Linked DNA regions of Rattus norvegicus: region 1 is linked to region 2. Evidence: chromatin contacts called from public Hi-C data. All regions are on one chromosome and are shown on one strand. Each heading gives the region's core, a stretch centred on a gene start, on an enhancer-like site or on the middle of the called end of the contact. The rest is flanking DNA. Distances are from core to core; before and after follow the strand shown.

What was found. Hi-C and Micro-C count contacts between places; a contact is called where the count stands out from the background.
Region 1: a Hi-C map of prefrontal cortex shows a contact between it and region 2, with 4 times the contacts expected there. The contact joins the promoter of C18h18orf21 here to the enhancer-like site in region 2. A contact is called at or near these places in 2 of 12 Hi-C or Micro-C datasets (frontal cortex and prefrontal cortex).

Annotation. Positions count from the first base shown.
Region 1 is chr18:16,052,732-16,055,431 of GRCr8, reverse strand. C18h18orf21 (similar to human chromosome 18 open reading frame 21) reads right to left here and starts at 1,332. Exons shown (of 5, transcript NM_001024905.1): 1 at 1,181-1,332; 2 at 1,083-1,105. The coding sequence starts at 1,257.
Region 2 is chr18:15,975,526-15,978,225 of GRCr8, reverse strand. No RefSeq gene overlaps it. Among named protein-coding and RNA genes, the nearest start is that of Mir187, 29 kb to the left of the region's middle. Within about 2 kb of position 1,260, at least 22 of the 93 cell types and tissues checked have an H3K27ac peak or open chromatin away from gene starts, as enhancers often do. A contact at or near this core is called in prefrontal cortex, where this site is marked.

The DNA of each region.
Region 1 (2,700 bases), core at 83-2,582, 77 kb before region 2:
GGTATTTTAAAGCCACTGTGATTTGCTGGTACAAGGTGAACCAAGGAGGAGAGTTGTTGTTAAGGTATCAAGAAATAGCTCCAAGGTAAAGACAAGATCATTGTTTACTAAGGTGAGACCTAGTTGTTAAAAAAGGAGAGGTGAGGACAGGAAGGTCTCCGTATATTGTGTCCAGCCCCAAGGCTGAATGAAAAAAATGTCATCTATGAACCGAGTTCTGGAACAGCACGACGTTTGGATCTTGGAAGATTAGGAAAACCAACCAAGTACACTGAGGAGTAAAAGCTAGATGCCTGGAAACAGGAGGGACTACTGAAACCCTGACCAATGTGGAGCTGTTGAGTTGGTTCAGGGGGTCAAGGCACTTCTACTAGGCTAGATAACCTGAGTTCCATCCACAGGAAGCCAGAATACTTCCCAAACGATTCCCAAAAGTTGTTCTCTGCCCTCCAGACATTCTCTCCAGACCCACTAGCTTGGGCACACAAACACAAAAATACGTGTGGGCTAGAGATGACTCAGCAGTTATTGCTGGCTGCTCTTCCAGAGGACCCAGGTTCAATATCCAGGACCCTGTTTGAGCATCTCACAGTTGTCTGTACAACTAGGGGATTCCATCACCCTCTTCTGGTCACCAGGCTCCCAAGTGATGCAGACATGAGGGCAACATTTATGCACTTCGTAGAATAAATTTTAAAATAAAAGCTGACCGAGGGGCAGGGGAGATGGCTTAGGGGTAAGGAGTATTTGTTGCTCTTTGCAGAGACTCAGGATTAATTCCAAGCACCCACGGCTTTAAGTGCGGTTCCAGGGGATTCGTCCCCCTCTTCTGGTTTCCGCGGCATCAGGCACGCACCTGGTGCCCAGACAAACAAACAGGCAAAGCACCAGAACACTTTTAAAAACAAAGACTGGTTAATGTGTCTAATGCTAAGGATTAAGACATATTAAAGAATTTAGGGTTTTCGTGCAACTGAGAAGTTTAGGACATTTTTTTTTTCAATGAGTCAAATCGATCACCCTTCTCTTTTGGACCACTGGGGTGACAAGGGCCGAAGCCTCCGCAGGCGGCGTTCTCCTACCGTGTGTCGAACTGTAGGCCCACCTGCAAAAGAGAAAAGGGCGTGAGGCCGCAGCACCGCGGCCGCCAGCCCGCCCGCCCATCTTCCGCCCCTCTTACAGGAGGTAGCGGGCCTGGCCAGGGCAGCTTCCCACCAGACCCCGAGCAGCCGCTTCAATATAATACTTCTGCCGCATTGCTCCAGAGCACAGTCGCCCAAACGCTGCGATTGAACGCCACGCCGGAAGTCGGCTTTCTCAGTGTAACCATCCTAGGCCTCTGCCCTCAAATTCCCTCCGGAAACACGCATTCGCGACACAGGAGTTCCGGTCTCCTCCGTATTGTGTCTGGAGTTCGAGATCATCTCTGGCTTATGACCTGGGTCTTGTCGTCTTATTCCCGTCCCTGTCCCCACCCCCGCCACAACATCTAGAGCTAAGTTCTTGTACCCGGAATGGTGACAGGCTCCGGAGCCCAGGGCTCCACCGGCAACACTGACTTCCTTCCTCTTCTAACCATCAGGTCAAGATTTTCCGGGTAATCAAGGTTAATCAATTAACTATCATCCAGATGTTTTACTTTCTAGTTTGGTTTGATGTGGATGAGTGTTTTGCCTGCTTATGCATGTGTGACTCACTTGGATGCAGTGCGTGCAGTTCCCTTGGAACTGGAATTACAAATAGTTGTGAGCTGCCATGTGGGTGTTGGGATCCTCTGCAAGAACACTCAACGGGTGTTTGTTTCTTTGTTTTGTTTTTGTTTTCCGAGACAGTGTTTTGTGTTCTCTGTGTAGCAAGTTTCAGGCTGCCCTGAGCTCGGAGAGATTCGTCTGTCTCTGGAGTTCTGGGATTAAAGGTGTGTGTTATCACCAGGCTCAATCAGTGCTCTTAAATTCCAAGCCACCAAGTGTCATTAGTAACCGAGCCATCTCTCCAACCCCGGTGTAATTTATTTCACATACATTTTTAAACGAATGCACGTTACAAATTTAATTCTTTGAGGCAGTCTGTCTACATAACTATGGCTGTCCTGGAACTGGCCATATAGACCAGGCTGGCCTCCAACTCACGGAGATCTGCCTGCCTCAACTTCCTGAATGCTGGTATTAAAGACAAATTCACCATGCCAGGCACACACACACATTCTTTGTGATTATTTTTGTAAAGTAGAGCATCTGATATTTTTTTCAAGATGAACAGCAAGTTATTTACCACAGACCCTGGCTTTTACTTGTTGAAATAAAATAGGAAATGATTTGAGCATTATACCCAGGAATCAATCAATCTCTCTCTCTCTCTCTCTCTCTCTCTCTCTCTCTCTCTCTCTCTCTCTCTCTCTCTCTTTCTCTTTTCCTCAAGACAGAGTCTCTCTGTGTGTCTGTATATCCCTGGCTGACCTGTAACTACAAACAGGTTAGCCTTGAACTCAGGGATTCTCCTGTCTCTACCTCCCCAATGCTGGGACTGAAGCTGTGCGCTGCCACACCCCGCCCAGGCGCTTTTCTTAACATAATTTAGATCGCTAGCTCATTAATCCTCATGATGAGCCCCGAGCATAAAAGCAATATCACTTCATCTTGATGAAATGGCTTTTTTTTTTCATTCCTTTTTGATGTCGAGTCACACCGCGTAGTCCAGGAT
Region 2 (2,700 bases), core at 11-2,510:
GTGTGTGTGTGTGTGTGTGTGTGTATCCCCAGGAAAAGTCTGTCACAAAACAGAGACACAAAGGCACGGGATAGGAGCGCTAGGAACTTGACCACAGAGGATCATCTGGGACTGGAGAAATGACTCAGGAATTAAGAGCACCTGTTCTTTCAGAAGACTGGGGTTCTCTTTCTAGCGCATATAATGTGGCTCACAACCATCCATACCTCCAGTTCTAGGGGATGCAATGTTTTCTTCTGACCTCTGTGGGCACCGCATACATACATGCAGGCAAAACACTCATACATATAAAATGAATAAACCTTTCTTTTCTCCTTTTCTCCTTCAGGAAAGAGCTCATCTAACCTATCCTTGTCTAAATCAAGCTAACAAGTCCTTCATTACGAGAGGTTCTCTACCCAGATTGTCCTGCTCTGTACCTGGGAAGAAACACTACAACTGGCCTATAGCCACCCGACAAGCAAAATGTATTTTGCTTTTTTCTAGCAAACGTGTCTTCTATTACAGGCTCTGATGTGCTGCTCTTCACCGGCAGAGAACCTTGTGCTCACACCGTGGTGCTACCCTGAGCAGTCTGGGCTCCAGAGAGTCCTTATTCCAACTTGGGAATCTGTGGTGACAGCAGGATACCCTCGTGTCTCAGTTTTCCAGGGATCATGCATTCTGTGCCTGGGTGTTTGTGCAGTTTCCTGTGTGTGCACCTAGGACCCGGGGCCTTTTTACCAGGTCAGCAGACCAGACCCGGAGACCCCATGGTTGCCGGTCCTGATACCTGGACCATCATTCAGACATCTTGTCCTTTCCTGTCTCTAGGCATAGGAATCAAATCCAATGTGCTAGTTGACGACCAGGTCTCCATCTGGACCCTCCAGAGGCCTGAGGATCATGGAGTCCAGGAGAGGGCTGTGGAGGTGTGGGGACAAGGGAGAGTCTATCTAGCGACAGCTTCACTCTCCGGCAGCATTGTGGTCAAAGACTGGGGCTCCCCCAAGTGCCATTTGGTTGGAACAGGAGGCATTTCTAAATCAGTTACCATTTGTGCTCCAGATTGCAGCACACCCTCCAAAAATATGTTGTTTCCTCTGCCTGATCTTGTACCAAATGGAACCCTGGTGAGAGGCTGAGTACACGAGTGGACAATGACTACATACCGCACAGAACAACTCAATTCTGACCCACTATATCCATAGCAACCAGTCCTGGCAGCCAAACCCCACCCTCTGCAGCAATCAGATGTGAAGGGTCAGTACTTGGCAGTGACAGAAGCTTCCCCACCTGGGCCCCTCCTCCCCTGGGAAACACAACCTGCCTCCAGTCATTTAACATGTCCCCTCCTCTCATCTGCCTGCTTCCAGCTTTCTCACTGCCAACAGCCTCCAGCCAGAGCCCATCTGAAGCCATTGCTCTTCCTCTGCAAAGCTTCCCACCCCCACCCTGCCTGAGACTCTGCCAACCCAGGGGCTAGTGGCTGAGCCTGGCACCCTTGCTGGAGCCCTAGTCTCTGCCTCTTTTTGCTTAAATCCTCTGTTTATTTCCACACCGTAACCAGCCTCCTGCCCACTTACTACTTCAGCTGCTTAAAGAGACATGTCTCCAGTAGAGTGGGGTGATTTAACAACGAGTTAGTGGACATGGTTCCATGGCTGCCAAAAGACACACCAAAGGGACAAGCAGAAGAACAGAACCAGTATCCCCACCCCAGTGTTGGATACTGTCTCTGCCTTACCCACACATACAAAATGCAGGTATCCTGAGGCCAAGGCTCTACCTCGAATGGAAAATTTAAGATGTTCCAGAGAGAATTGAGCTTTGGTGATTCTGATTCTGAAGTCACCTGATGTCAGGGCTGTTTTCCTGCAAATGGCTGAAGCTTCACAGTCAACACACACACACACACACACACACACACACACACACACACACACACACACATACCCCTCTTTCTTGGACATTTTTCTCCTGAACGGGACTCTGGATTTGCACCCACAGAGAGCTCCTTGCTCCCTCTAGAATCTCTCTGATCAGCAATAATTAAAAAAAGGTCTTCCAGCAGCTTGACACTTTTTAAAATGCTAATTGATGCGGATCGGAGCCATTAGGCTGTCTTTCACACCTACTCAGTCCCTGCCTCGGGTTTTTCTGCATATTTGAATCAGTAAGTTTGAATCCAAACCAAGCAAGTGAGAGTTATGCAAATCAATTATTCCTACACCTTCCACTGAGATCTGTACCTGCGGGGTTCAAGAAAATCCCTTCCCAACCTGCTCAGGTTGACAGAGTTTTAACTCTTCTTCTGGGAGATGCTCAGTCATTCCCAGTCACCGTTGTGGGAGTTTTATGTGAGTATTTGCATAAACTAGTAGAAAACCTTGCTCAAGTCCATTGCTCAGGCAACGGAACGGTTTGAAAGGAAGCAGTATTTATCCTTGTAGTGGAATGCAGGGAAGAGCTTTTGAATTAGCTACAGAACTGATTTGCATCCCCTGGGTAAGAAAGCCATACCTATGGGCTGGAGAGATGGCTCAGCGGTTAAGAGCACTAACGGCTCTTGCAGAGGTCCTGAGTTCAATTCCCAACAATCACATGGTGGGTCACGACTATCTGTAATAGAATCTGATGCCCTCTTCTGGTGTGTCTGAAGACAGCAGCAGTGTACTCATATAGATAAAAAAAATTTTTTTAAAAGAAAGCCATGGGGCT